2 separate regions of the Mus musculus genome follow, and region 2 is linked to region 1. Evidence: chromatin contacts called from public promoter capture Hi-C data. All regions are on one chromosome and are shown on one strand. The core of a region is the stretch at or near the end of the contact, and the rest is flanking DNA. Distances in the headings are between cores, read along the strand shown.

What was found. Promoter capture Hi-C pulls out the DNA fragments that hold promoters and counts their contacts.
Region 2: a promoter capture Hi-C map of liver shows a contact between it and region 1, with 5 times the contacts expected there. The contact joins the promoter of Lxn here to the enhancer-like site in region 1. A contact is called at or near these places in 5 of 39 promoter capture datasets (hematopoietic stem and progenitor cells, hippocampal neurons, liver and 1 more).

Annotation. Positions count from the first base shown.
Region 1 is chr3:65,370,533-65,377,555 of GRCm38.p6, forward strand. Kcnab1 (potassium voltage-gated channel, shaker-related subfamily, beta member 1) reads left to right here. Exons shown (of 14, transcript NM_010597.5): 13 at 825-913; 14 at 5,947-7,023. The coding sequence ends at 6,036. Among named protein-coding and RNA genes, the nearest start is that of Ssr3, 19 kb to the right of the region's middle. Within about 2 kb of position 2,154, at least 30 of the 459 cell types and tissues checked have an H3K27ac peak or open chromatin away from gene starts, as enhancers often do. A contact at or near this core is called in liver, where this site is marked.
Region 2 is chr3:67,462,514-67,469,532 of GRCm38.p6, forward strand. It overlaps Lxn (latexin), which reads right to left and starts at 1,394. Exons shown (of 6, transcript NM_016753.4): 1 at 1,073-1,394. The coding sequence starts at 1,201. It overlaps Gfm1 (G elongation factor, mitochondrial 1), which reads left to right. Exons shown (of 18, transcript NM_138591.2): 14 at 5,294-5,456; 15 at 6,953-7,019.

The sequences.
Region 1 (7,023 bases), core at 904-3,403:
TACAAACCATCACCTTGGTGGATTTAATATTTTAGATAAAGTTCGAGGAAGGTCACCTGCTGAGAGTAAATACAAGGCTTTAGGGTAGAGATCCTGCCAACATGGTTGCTCATGCCTAGAATTCCAGCACTCATGAGATAAAGGAAGGAAAATCTCAGGCTATATAGCAAGTTGGAGATCAGCCCGGTTCCATGAAACAAACAAAAATAAAAAAGCAAACAGCTCCAAAGGAGGGCAGACCTTATGTCATTTGAGGAAAGGATGATCAAGGATCAAAGAGAGGTTCGTCAGCCTGGTTAAGGCCCAATGGCAAGATAGCAAAGGAGAGGGGACATAAGAGGTGCCAGACTATAAGATTCTATGGTAATCTCTGGTTTACTCTACTAGCCCCAAGTAGAAAACACAGGTTGGGTTTTTATGGGATTTACTAAAGCAGAGGAAGGACTGGGGCTTTGAGAGTAAAAAAGCAATTGAGATAATCAATGCAAAGGGCTGACAGATGAGGAAAAATGATACCCTGTATAAGACAGAGGGAGCCTGGCAGGAACAAGATTCCAGACATTATAAGTAGGTGAGCAATGTTGGGTATTTTCATGGTAGTTGGAGCAAAATACAAGAAAGCCAGAAAGCCACAAACGTACTATCAAATGTATGGATTCTATTAAACTTCTGGAAAAGGGTGCTGTTCTAATATTTAAGCCCAGAAAACAGTGTGTCCTCTAACCTACACACACACACACACACACACACACACACACACACACACACACACGTTAACTACAAGCGTATCAATAATCCTGACCCCAGTGCTTTGCCCTTTTCAGCGTGGTGCCTGAGAAATGAGGGTGTGAGTTCTGTGCTCCTGGGATCATCCACTCCGGAACAACTCATTGAAAACCTTGGTGCCATTCAGGCAAGTACTGCAGCCCCTTCTCCTTCTAGCAAACTCCAGGGGATGTTACAGTGTGTTTGCAAGCAGAGAACTAGACAAAGTAGCAGGAAACACAAAGTTGTAAGACGCAACAACACATTTACATTATACACAGAACCCAGGCTGTCCTCTGCTTACTTAAGAAACAAGTGTCTCAAATTCCAGCGGATCATCTGTGTGGGGTGGTGCACTCCCGTGTCACACCTGGCAACTGATAAGTCTAACCATAAAAGCATGTTTAACTGTCTGCTTGAGATGTAATGGCTATAGGACAATACATACTGTGTGTTCATTTGTTCCTTCCATAAACTATTGCCAATATACTATGCCATACTCCTAACCATCTAACAGCATCCCGTGATCCCACTCATCATACCACTTAGTGTAAGATGCATGATAATTGTCTGTGCCCTCTGCTGTACTGTGAGCCTAAAGGTCAGAGACCTGTGGCTCTCTTCTCCACTCACTTCCCACTTCCTACTACGTGGCCCTTAGTTATTACTCCAGAAGTAACTGGAGAATAAATTCCTGTTTGGAACTTTCAGGATCACATCCCCTAGAAAGAAAATCCAGGAGGCCTATTCCATACCAAGATCCTGTCCCCCAAGTGATGGTCTGAAGGCCAGGCGCTGGACTGTGGTTGCAGCAGCACCTGGGGAATATGTTGAAGATGATCAGGGGCATCTAAGGAGTGGCGCTGGTGGTCTGTTGGGATCACCTTTCTTCAGCACTGAACACATCTCAGTGCTGAGCCTGCTCCTCTCAGCTTCGCTGAGTCCTAGGATGAGTTCACCCACTGCTTAGCCACAGCCTGCTAAAACCAGCAAACATGTTTCCCTGTTGCTCACTGGGAACAGACTCATGGCTTCTTGGCTATCCATCTATTCCTAAAACAAGCCCTGTCACCTCTCCTCAAACCAGACAGATGAACGTGGACATGAAGATTTAAAACCCCCTTTTAGAAACAGACCAGAATGGTGGTACACACCTTTAATCCCAGCAGAGATATGTAGATCTCTGTCAGTTTGAGACTAGCATGGTCCACAGAGGGAGTTTCAGGACAGCCAGGACTACATAGAAAAGCCCTGTCTCAAAAGAAAGAGAGAAAGGGCAGGGAGGGTGAGAAAAACCAGAATACACTGGTATGTAAATGGTACAGATTGCCTGCCTAGCCACCACCTTTCGCCGGACCAGGCAGTGGGGCAATACTCCACAGCTATTTCCAAATTCAGCCCGGCCATGGTTCCTCCTGGATTCTGTGGGACCTTTACAGGGAATGCCTCATCTAATGAACCATACCATCTTCATTCATTTTCTGTTATGCACTGGGAAAACAAGATTACACAATGAGGATGGGGAAAGGACACAGTTTGTACCCAGAAGAACTTAAGTTCAATATAAAAGTTTCAATTTCACTCGTGTTTGGAATACTTCCTGCATCTGGCACCAAGGAGACAGTTGGGTTACTGTGATGAGCAAGATCCTGTCCTAAAACTGCTGGTGGAAAGAGTGAATTAAGAAACCTATGCTTTAAAAAAGCTGGCCTCTGAAAGCTCACGATGTACCAGATACTGACAACACCACCACAGGACACAAGATACTGTCCAGTCTTTAACAAGCTTACATTCTACTAGGGGACTAATAAAAATGAACAAAATTTCAGATCATGAGTTATTAAGCAAACAGATTGTTACACTAGAGAGCAACTGAGAAAGGTGGGTCTACTTGACATAACTTTGCAAAAGCCCCCTCCCTATAAGATGTTTATTCTGAGTTTGGATTGTATGCCTTGCCATAGCATAAAGAAACCTTGAAGTACATTTTAGGAACAAGAAAGAGCAGTACAAAGGACCTCGTCAAGAGGGTACATGGCTTATGCCAGACTATCCTTCTCCTTATAGGTGAGGAATCCTTTACAAAATGTAGAGGACAGACATGCTTCTATTTGAATGTCCCGGAATTCCTAAGGCTGCCCCAAGGAAAGCAGGATGCAGGTGTAGTCATCACCTAGGCAATGGAGGTAGAGTGGATGGATCTGCAGATCTGGGAAGAACAGATAAAAATCCTGGCAGGAAGAGAAATGCAGGATTCCTATCATGCTAGCACTATGATCCTCAATCCCAGGGGAAGTCATGCCAGGGGCAGAAATGAAGCAGCACCCTGGGTCTAAGCTGTTAGAGCTGCAGGAGCCTCCTGGGCAGCGAGGAAAGGATACTTTAACTCCCAAAGCAGTCCCTCCCTAGCAAGGCTCTGGCTGGCAGCAGGATGGAATTTCTATTCTCAGAAGACAAAGGACAGGGCTGTTACCCAGACAGCCTCACTGCTAGCACAAGGCCTTACCAAACTTCCCTTCTCCTTCACCCCAAGCAGCAGCACAGAACAGTCTAGACATGGTGTGACAGAAGCCCTGGATGTGGTGAAAAGTACACTAGGTATCTAGAGAGGCCAAACACTTGTTGGAATTGGCCGCAAATGTACAGAAAGTGTGGAATGCTGGCTACCATAAAGAACGGAAAGGTCTCAAGGACTGTGGAAGTATGAGCAATGAAAAATGCCTATGCCACGGGTGTGTACACATTCTTGTATGCACATGTACGCTGTCTCTGTGTCTTTGTCTCTTTGTCTCTCTCTCTCTCTCTCCCTCCCTCCCCTCCCCTCCCCCCACACTTCCCCCCAATCAGGATTCTAATCTCTAGCCACTAGGAATACTTCAGGACAAACCCCCCCTCACCCCACCCCACACACACACACACATGCAAATTAGCAGTGGTCCATGTTCTATCTCTACAGTAATCACCACCGTAATCACCACCCAACTTGCAAAAATCCTCCATCATCCTCAAAGAACTCAGTCCTGGAGGCCCTGATGACCCTCAGCCCCAGAAAAACATTCCTAGCCAAACCTCCCCTTACACCACCAAGTCCTGTAGGCAATACAATAAGGTTGTACAACTGGAACAATCTCATTAAATCTGCACAACAGCTTAAAATATTGTAAAGTACCTGCTGCGTTTTTTTAGAAGTGATTTCACATAAAATTCTGAAAGTATGGCTCCTTTAAAAGACACTGGTCCTTTAATACTACACACACTGCAATTTCATATTTTACTCAAGTAGTTTTATGTTTTCACTGTGTCTAGCTGATAGGTATTTTGACAGTGACTCTTTTTTCATTTCACATGGCTAGTCCACTGGATTTCTCTTCCACCAAACCCAGTTTTTGAACTCCAGTCTCAGAAGTCTCCAAGTAACTTTAGCTATTTAGAACCTGAGACTACAGAGCTAATGGGAAACAAAACGCCTCCTTTGACTTCAGGTAGAAAAAAAACAAAAAAAAACCAATAACCAGAACCACAAGTTTCCCAGACACAGGAGCTGCACTATTTTGCCAAACCCACAGGCTGCTAAGGGCAGCCCTGGAGACAAGGTCACCTCGGCCAGTAGGGCTGCAGCAAAGGGCGAGGCCCAAACCTCAGAACTGGTCATCCTAATTGCATCTCACCAGTCTGTCTACACAGGGTCAGACTATTCCAGAGAGAAAGCAGGTCTTTGTCCCTTGTCTCATGGTATAACACTAGCCCTGAATGAGCAGCAGATTCTACCCAAGTCAGCTCTACACAATGCTCCACATGCACACAACACATCCTACTTCACACTGATCCCACCCCCAGTTCCCCTTTCCCATTCCACTATCACTAGCCTTGCTAAGTCTCCCTCACTGTCTCTCAGACTTTGACTTTGACTATCAGATACCTTTCAGGCTCCTCCAACTCATCCTTCAACTTTTCCCTGGTATCTGATGGGGGAAAGCAAGTCCTTGGAGCAGCAGTTCTCAACCTGTGGGTCACGACACCCAAAGGGGTGACATATCAGATGCCCTATATATCAGATATTTACATTATGATTCAGAACAGCAAAATTAGTTTTGAAGTAGTAAAAAAAAAAATAATGTTATGGTTGGGGGTCACAGCATGAATTAGAGCAAAGGGATACAGCATTAGAAAGGTGAGAACCACTGCCTTAGGTTTCACAACAGCCTGGAGAATGGTGTTTTCATTCTTATAAAGTGGCACCCAAGCTCCCTTACACGTTCCAGCTTCTGTTCCCTTATCCCTACCATCTCCACTAGTCTGTCCTTGGTATCCACTTCACTGTTCATGTGCGTGCTGTTCCATCTATCTGGGAGGCCTATTAAGCTGCAAACATCCTTTACCAGTTCTAAGCAGCAGCTGGAAGGTCCATTCCCAGTCTAACCACTGCTGCAGTGCTAACCACTGCCGCAGCTTCCAGCCACATGCGACTATCTGAATACACGAATGATGGCCCTTCCAAACGTGAGTGTGCGTGTGTGTGTGTGCGTGCACCCGAGTGTGGTACTTAAGTGTATATTCATAGGACTTGAAGGACTTAGTACTACCCTCAAAAGTACCTTAATTTTCTATACTAATTTTCACATTAAAGTGATACTAAGTAAAAATGTGTTGGCTGACTACAATGTAATAAAATGTACTAATTCTATTATTTTAAAGACAGCATTATTACCTGCTAGAAAAATTAAAACATAAATTGCTTACACTGAAATTCTACCAGATTAAGCTACTCTGTATTCATGAGACTTTAGTCCTTTTTTTTTAAATACATATGTTTTTATAAAGGATTTATTTCATTTATATGAGTACATCATAGCTGTCTTCAGACACACCAGAAGAGGTCATCAGATCCCATTACAGATGGTTGTGAGCCACCACACGGTTGCTGGGAATTGAACTCAAGACCTTTGGAAGAACAGTCAGTGCTCTTAACCGCTGAGCCATCTCTCCAGCCCCATGTCTTCATTTCTTTAGTCAACAAACACAATCCCTGACTTGAAGCTTATCCATTGTGGGGCATGGGGTAGTGGATCTTCATTTCAGCTATGGCTTGCAAACATATCGCAAGTATAAATGACTGCTTAATGTGGACTCCACAAGACAAATGCGCAACCCTAACCCTCTGTGCTTCTCCCCTACCCTCAGGTCCTCCCTAAGATGACATCTCACGTGGTGAACGAGATTGATAACATACTGCGCAACAAGCCCTACAGCAAAAAGGACTATAGATCATAAGGCAATGCATGAGCCACTTAAGCTGCATGGGTAAAGTCATGATGGGTAGGCAGTGCAGAACGGCCTTACCAGCCACTCTTTTCAATCACTTAGCAGTTTGCTGCTCAACCTCTAGTGTCCCAGGATTCTCTGAGGTTTCTGCTGTTGCTACCACTGTGCACCCTGAATTCTGAACACATCTGAAAATTCACAAGCCAGAAAATCCATTCTATTTTCTTATCTTGGACTGGTCCCCTACCCTGGCACTGGTCTGTGTACCTCATGTTTTTGCAATGGAAAGAATGCTGGGGTAGGGGAATCTATTATCTTCAGAAGAAGGCTGTACATATATATTTTTTTCAAAAGAACAAATTTCACAAGATACAGTATATGACCTGCATAGGAAACAGGATATCCTCACTCTTTAGTCTTGCTCGGGAGAACAAACTGAACTAGATTTTTCCCCCCATATTTCATATTCACACTAGCAAGTTTTATGTCACCTGATATTCAAATAAAATTTCTAGATATTTGCTTTCACTATCTCTAAAGTTATATTGTTGCCTGGCCCTGTACAATTTAACTGGGGTGTCTCTCAGGGTTCTAACATATCCATTTGCATAGTTATAAAGGCATGACTATCCCAAGATACATAATAGATACATAATGCTGATTTATAAAAAGGTCACAATGTTATGGAAACAGCTTTAAATAAAATGTTAAGTGTTCATTTTTTACTTTCTATTAAAGCCTACATTTACTTTCAATTGCTTGTAGGCACAACTTCTGTTGAGGCTAAATATTTGACTTTAAAAATACATACATGTTCAGTTTTGTAATTAAACCTATAAATACCCAGAAAGGCAAGTGTTCAATTTACCATTGGGACATTATCATATAATGCTTGGAATTTTCTGAAGTTATTAACATGAAAACAAATCATAGGCGATGTTAAGAAAAAGACAAAAAAACATTTTTTTTCTCATTCCTCGGCACATGCTAGATGAC
Region 2 (7,019 bases), core at 144-2,643, 2.1 Mb after region 1:
TGGCTGGTGGGAAGAAATACACTAAAGTTTTGCGTCTTTTAAAACATCCCAGGGGTCTTGTTCTGACGTTCCTCATGACTGTACATCTTACCATCCTTCATCGCTTCCCAAGCCCGGCTGCTCAGGAAGGCGGTCATCGGGTGTCTAGCATGGACTTGGCAGTATCTAGCAAGTTTATTTAGGTAGGTCTAGGAAGCGGGTGGAAACGTACAGAGGACACAGATGCAGTGGCAGTAGGCACATCTTTGGAAGGGTTTGTCTTAAAGCCGGGGGTACCAGAGTGTTCAGTGAGTAAACGACGTGTGGTGGATGAGTGCCAAGTGCTCAGAGACAGTGTGTGTAAGTGCTGTTGATACTGTCCTGTCAAACACCACTTCAAAAGACCTTATGAATAGATCATTTAGATATCCCCCTTTTAAATGAAAGCCAGTTTTGAAGTGTGTAACTAATTTATATTATCTAGTACAGTTTCGAAAATAAAAATCATTTCTTTGTCAGCCAAAAAAATCTTGAGCTGTAAGAAAAAAAAAATAGGGACACTCGCTAGGTAGGTGAGGCCCTTTAGCCTAGCCGGCTTCAGCAGAGGCAAGGCTGCATGTCAGGCAGGATGTGGGCGGCTGGAGCCCGAGCAGCCCACACTGCCTTTGTTTTTTCCTCGGGGCGAATTTCTTGCGTTTTCCCGTCGTTTTGGGCAAAGGGCTTAAGAGTTACTCTTAAAAGTTTATGGAGTCGTTTGGAGGCCATGAGCTTTTGTTGGCCAAGGCTAGCTAGCGGCAGATGGAGAAACTATAACAGCTTCCAGATTGTTTAGAATGCTGTCTTCCCTAGACCTCTTCTCTCCACAGGAAAGGGTGAGATTAACCCCGTGTATTTCCCAATCCCTTAAACTAATATGCACAAAATCTGGCTGCATAGGTCCTCTGCTTTACCGTGAAAGCAAACAGTTCTGGGATGAGTCCCATATAGGGGAGCTCATAGCAATGCTATTCAGAGGCAGAGCAGGGTCCCGCGGCCGGGATGGGGTGGGGGCAGTAGGGGGAGCCGATCGCAGGGCTTCTCCTCGCAGACTCACCTCCTTGCTGGCCTGCTGGACCGTCTGCACCAGGAACAGCTTGTGGGGAGTCCCCTGCTGGTAGTTAATGCAGTTCTCCGCCACCGAGGCGGCCCTGGACGCAGCATAGTGGGTGGGTGGGATTTCCATCTTGGGGGAGACAGCGCGGGCTATCCTAGTTCAAAGAGATCACGGCGGGTGCAGCCAGGGTCCCGTCAGTGTGGAGTGCTGGCCAGCCGAGTGGGTGTCCAAGTGGGTGTCGGTGAGGTGGTGAAGTCAGTCGGTAGCTGGGCTGGGCGTGCGCGCTTGCTCGCTCCTCAGCGCCTTCCTTCCCTCTTCCTCCTTCACTCAGGAAACCGTTCGGGCAGTGGCTCTGCCGGGAGCCTCGGCCCCGCCCTGGGGTAGGCGGGCACCTCCGGGAGAAAAGCTCGGGCATTCCCTCCGGCTCCCGCGGGTCTGGGCAGGTGTGGAGCGGGAGGGAGAACCTGGAGGAAGGGGAAGGGCTTTCTGGCCTTGCCTCGATGGGTCCTTCTGAGGGCTTCAGCTGCCGGATGAGGAATCGCTGGCTGTTTCACGTACAGATTAGAGTACACCTCTCCTTTTTCAAACGGGCTGTCACGGGGCAGGGGGCAAAGTGCTCCAAGTGTAATTCAGCCCTTACCCTTCCCTTTGTGAGACTCTTGCTCAGCCAGGTTCCTTTAGAGGCAGATCCAGAGTGGGAAAGCAGAAAAGCCATTTTAAAACGTTGGGAGACTGGTCAGGATCAGAGGAAATACTTCCCCATTCATAAGACCTTAGTGATCTTAGAAATATAAAGCTTAATGAGCGTGAACCACCACTCCCATCTTTCTTGAAATCCTATTTTAATGACTTTTTATGTGTATGTGCACACGTGTGTGCAGGCACATCAGATTACCCGGGAGCTGGAGTTGTGTGCCACACAGTATGGGTGCTGGGGACCAAACTCAAGTCCTCTGCCTCAGCTGCCGAGCCAACTCTCCAGCCCCATCTCTATTTCTCTTAAAAGGTAGATGGTTGGAGGCTTTCTGGGTAGACTGTCTATGTTGCAGCCACTCTGCAGAGAAGGGGAAGGTGCCCTGTGGGACACGTGTTGCTTTCCTCGTGTGCTAATGGAGCTTTCCTATAACTGAGGACTTTCTTTGGGCCCAGTGGATTATTAAATACCAACCAACTCAGTTCGTTCATTCCCCATCTTTTCTAGTTATGTTAGCCAACAGCAATGAAGCAGCTAGGGGATAACAAGTCTAACTTTTTTTTTTTCTCTTGATATTGGAAATGTTTGTCTTTTTAGCTGTAAGCCAACCCCTTTAGGAGAGAGTGTGTGTGTGAGTATGGGCTTCCAAAGTGAGCATTTTAAAGTCTAACGAATAGTCAAAGATTCTGTATTTAATAATTAGTATAGACTGGCATGATGGCACTTGAGGTTTCTTAAAATTGTAATTATTACTTAAAAGGGAAACTTTTTCATTTAAACATTAAATAAACTGAATTGCAAGAATATCATTCCTAGCCTTGTGCCTTCTTTTAAAATGTCTTTCTTAGAGTTTTTGCCTGCATGATGTGTGTGTGTGTGTGTGTGTGTGTGTGTGTGTCCCTATTGCCCAAGGAGGTGTCAGTAAAAGGTGTCAAATTCCATGGGACTGGAGTTAGAGATGACTGTGAGCCACCATGTTGCAGGGAATCAAATCCCAGTCTGCAAGAGCAGAAAGTGTTTTCAACCACTGAGTTGTCTGTTCAGTCCCACTTGGGTCTTGGTTACCTACTACAATCTCACCAGTGGTTGATATTCAGTCCATTATCTTCAGACTTGAGTAATATGTAGATTGTCTTCAAGGTAATAAGTTATTATGAGTCCCCAGGATTATATACTTTATACTACTGGTATTATATTACAGTATGAGCATTAAACAAGATAAAAAAAATACTGTGGCTTATAACTTAGTATGAATATAAAATCAAAATGGCCAGTCATGGTGGCTCATGCTTTTAATACAAGCACTTAGAAGACAGAGGCAGGGGGATCTCTTGAGAGTTTCAGATGACCCAGGGCAAAATAGTGAGACCCTGTCTCAAAAAAAAAACAAAAAAAAAAAAAAGTAAAAATAAATCTACAAATTATAGATTTTTTTTTTTTAAAAACCCACAATTCTTAATATGACATGATATTTTGACAAAGTCTTTCACGGGTTGCCAGCAGTGTGACTCCAGGCTAGTCTTTGCCCTTCAGCATGCCTGCCTGCCTGCCTGCCTGCCAGTCAGTCTCGTCTTTCAGTCTGTTCTCGTTCAGTGCCCACCAGTGACAACGCAGTGACCATGCCAGTCAGGGGTCTGGTCAGTTTCTATTTTCCTGTTAGCATTCTAGGAAAATGTGTGGTTAAGGGTACTGCTGTTGATGCAAACCCTGGCTATGGAGGTAGGTAGCAGTCACATTTGTCTGTTACTTCGCCTCTCTCCCTCTCTCAGGTCTCACACCTATAAAATAAAGACCAGAAACAGAATTGCTTTCTGGGTTTAGTCTGCGCAAAGTGTTCAACACAGCCTTGCACTGACGTGTTCTCTCACCAGCTTTCCTCTCATTCATAAATGACATTGGTTGTGAGCTAATCCTAGGGCACTGCTGCCTGAAGAACTAGCAGTGTTGGAGTGCCCTGCCCCGCCCAGCCTTGTGGGCACTGCTTCAAGTGCCCTGTATTCGAGTTGTTATGTTGTGGAATTTTCAGTTAAGTTTAAGAAGCCGTGATTAGTTTTAACCACATGGTTAATTAATCTATGTAGTACAGATATAGACTATTTTATCATTAAAATTTGTCATACTTTATTTTGTATGTCACACTGTATAGTAATCAAGGACTGTTTCTTGGAAATAAGAACTCTGCTGGCCATAATTAATCATTTAGGCAGTTCCTACTTGATTTTATTATTTGGCATTACCGACATTGTGGTATGGGGGTATATGTGTGCTGAGGCAGGAGTGTGGAGGAAAAGGACAACTTGAGGGACCTTGTTCTGTTTCTACCATGTCCCAGGGATTGAACTCAAGCCTTGGCAGCAAGCTGGTTTCCCTGCTGAGCCATCTCTTCAGCCAAGGCTGTCTTATAGGGATGCTATGTTGTTAGACTGAGACTGACTGCTCAGAACCTCAGGAACGCCGGGTACCTGGTGGAGCCTGTGTGCGGCACTTGGACCCCTCCTGTGTGCGTCTAACCTGATCTGACCAGATCTGACAGGATCATGGTGCTTCTCCCACCCTCTGCTTGCCTCTCTTGCTTCTGACGATGCTGGTTTGTCCCTCCAGGAAAAATTCCATTCTGACTTTCTGGGGTTGCCCAGCCCATCCTGAAGTTCTGGGCCAGTGGGAGATTTCTGGATGGCAGCTGGACACATTTACACTTGGGCTGTTTAGGAAGTCTGCTCCTGCCAGGCGTGCATCTCCTACCATTACTTACATTGCCTTTTCCCAAGTCACTTACAGGCGCACCCACTAATGTCCATTCTCCTGCAGATAGTGTTAATAAAAAGCGATTGTCCTCGGGAAGTTCCAGGTTAAAGGAAGAAGCAGCAGGCCTGTATCCTCGTGTTTCCTGAGACATAGCCGCCTGTGAGCTTGGGTCTCTGATGTGCAATACTTGTGTAAAATACTCTGTCCAGTGACTTGAAGTAAACACTAACTTGTGGTCATTTCTTTTTGAAAGTCTTTTTATGTTCATCATATCATTTCATCATTAATCATTTTCAGGCATTAATTATTACATCTGGCTCAGAATTTAAATCACCTGAGTCGGTAATGCCAAATATTAAAATCAAGTAGGAGCTGCCTAAAAGATTAATTATGACCATCAGAGTTCTTATTTCCAAGAAAGAGTCCTTGATTACTACACAGTGTGACATGCAAGGGCAGGGTTCCAGAACTGGCTGAGCTCTTTGGAGTGGCGGTTATTAGAAACCTTAGACAGAGCCTTCTGTTAGAAGAAAGAAACAACTTGCTTAGGTGGTATGTCTCACTTTCACCCCTGAGTAAGAATAGAAAAGAATTTATTCTAAATAACTTCTGTAATAAAATGTCATAGTGTGGCCATCACAGTCAAAGGAAAAAGTCAAAACAAAACAAAAAACAAACAAACAAAACCACCCAATGAAATGTGGATTTTTGTGTAAATCAGTGGAAGTTTATTTCATTTTGCTCATTACTGATGCTCTTTGTTTTCTCCTAATCATTTGCAGGTTTGATTTTACACATAAAAAGCAGTCGGGTGGTGCCGGCCAGTTTGGAAAAGTAATAGGAGTGCTGGAGCCCTTGCCCCCAGAGGACTACACGAAGTTGGAGTTTTCTGATGAGACATTTGGGTCCAATGTTCCAAAGCAGTTTGTCCCCGCTGTTGAAAAGGTAATGTTGAGCAAGGCTCTGCGCCACTTGTTTGAAAGCAGGCTACTTGGTATTAAATTATACTTGTGTTCTGTCACGTTTGTGTCTGCCGTGGTTCCTTTTAGTTGACCATCTTTATGGGACTGTCCGGCTTTCATCTTAGACCCTCCAACTCAGTTCATGCTCTCTTAATCTCACCTATAATCTCGCTTCCTAAACTGACACTACCACACTGATTACAGTCACTCGTTACATTTATGGAATACTGTCTTTAGGGGGTCATGGAAGTCTGTGTGTGTGCTGTTGGAGCATGTGCAGTCGTTAGGAGTCCCCAGCACCTGGGGACGGCCCCTGCAGCATTTCTGCTGCTGCTGAACGTACTCCTTAGTATATGAGTGTTCAGAGCTAGTTTGTTTCTTTGAGACAGGGAGTCTCTATGTATCTCTGAATGGCCTCAAATTCAGAGATTTGTCTCTGCTTCTTCCTTTTTAAATTTGTAAATTGGGAGTAAACCAGTTGCCTGTACCCTTCAAATAGTTTGAGGCCAGGTAAGGCCTGGAGGAACTGCAAAGAGTGGTGCACACACAAGGGCCGGCACTTACTCTGCTTTCTATGTTACTCACTAAAGGCTGCTGTACACGCTAAGCAATTGCTTGTTTTGTGGACATCAGGTTATAATTTTGTTTTCAGTGGTAACAGCGTTTTTTTGGTAATGTACTTTATTTGGTATACTCTTATTTTAAGATAATACTTTGCCATTCACACACTTGTAAATACCAGACAACTCAAATTCACACAAGAGAAGAATTTACATAGTTTTCAGCTTACATAATGTATAATTTTGAAATGTCAGAAATATAATCCACTGTGTGTGTAGTTGTGCGACTGAATTGGGGGAGTTCTGTACGTATTTAAGTGACTGGAAATGAATTGCAAACTTATTAGCTGTACTCTTTAAATCTATGCAATTTTTTTGTATATGAGTTATTCCTCAATGAAGCTGTCTTTTAAAAGGTGAATTGCATTTGGGACAATGAAATTCCCTTTAATTCTAACAACAATTCTACCTTGTTAAGAACAACAATGTTTTTATGATGTGATTTTTATGGTGTGATCTGCCAGTAATGCAAAGCAGTAGTGGACCTGTAATAGGGACTCGGGACACCGCCAGTGCTCGCACATACATTTAGTGAGGTTAGTGGCCTGAGTCTGTCTTCCTTCCATTTTCTCATTCTGAAATTAAGGTCCTGCTGTCGCTGTAAGGGAGCGTGAGCATTAAGTCATTGTGGGACGACTGTGATGAGTGTCCTTAGCTTCATGTTCCAGCCAGCTCACACTTTCAGATCCTGAACTTCTCTACAGAAGTGCTCATCTGAATGCCAGACTTACTGAGAAATGAGAGGTGAAAGACAGCGTGTATCCTAAGAACATGACACTTCTGAGCAATAGCCTCTTTTGGCATTTTGGGCAGTATCTGCAAGTGAAGTCTCAATGCCGTTACATTCACTCCTTGTTAGGGGTTTCTGGATGCCTGCGAAAAAGGCCCTCTTTCTGGTCACAAGCTTTCTGGGCTACGGTTTGTTC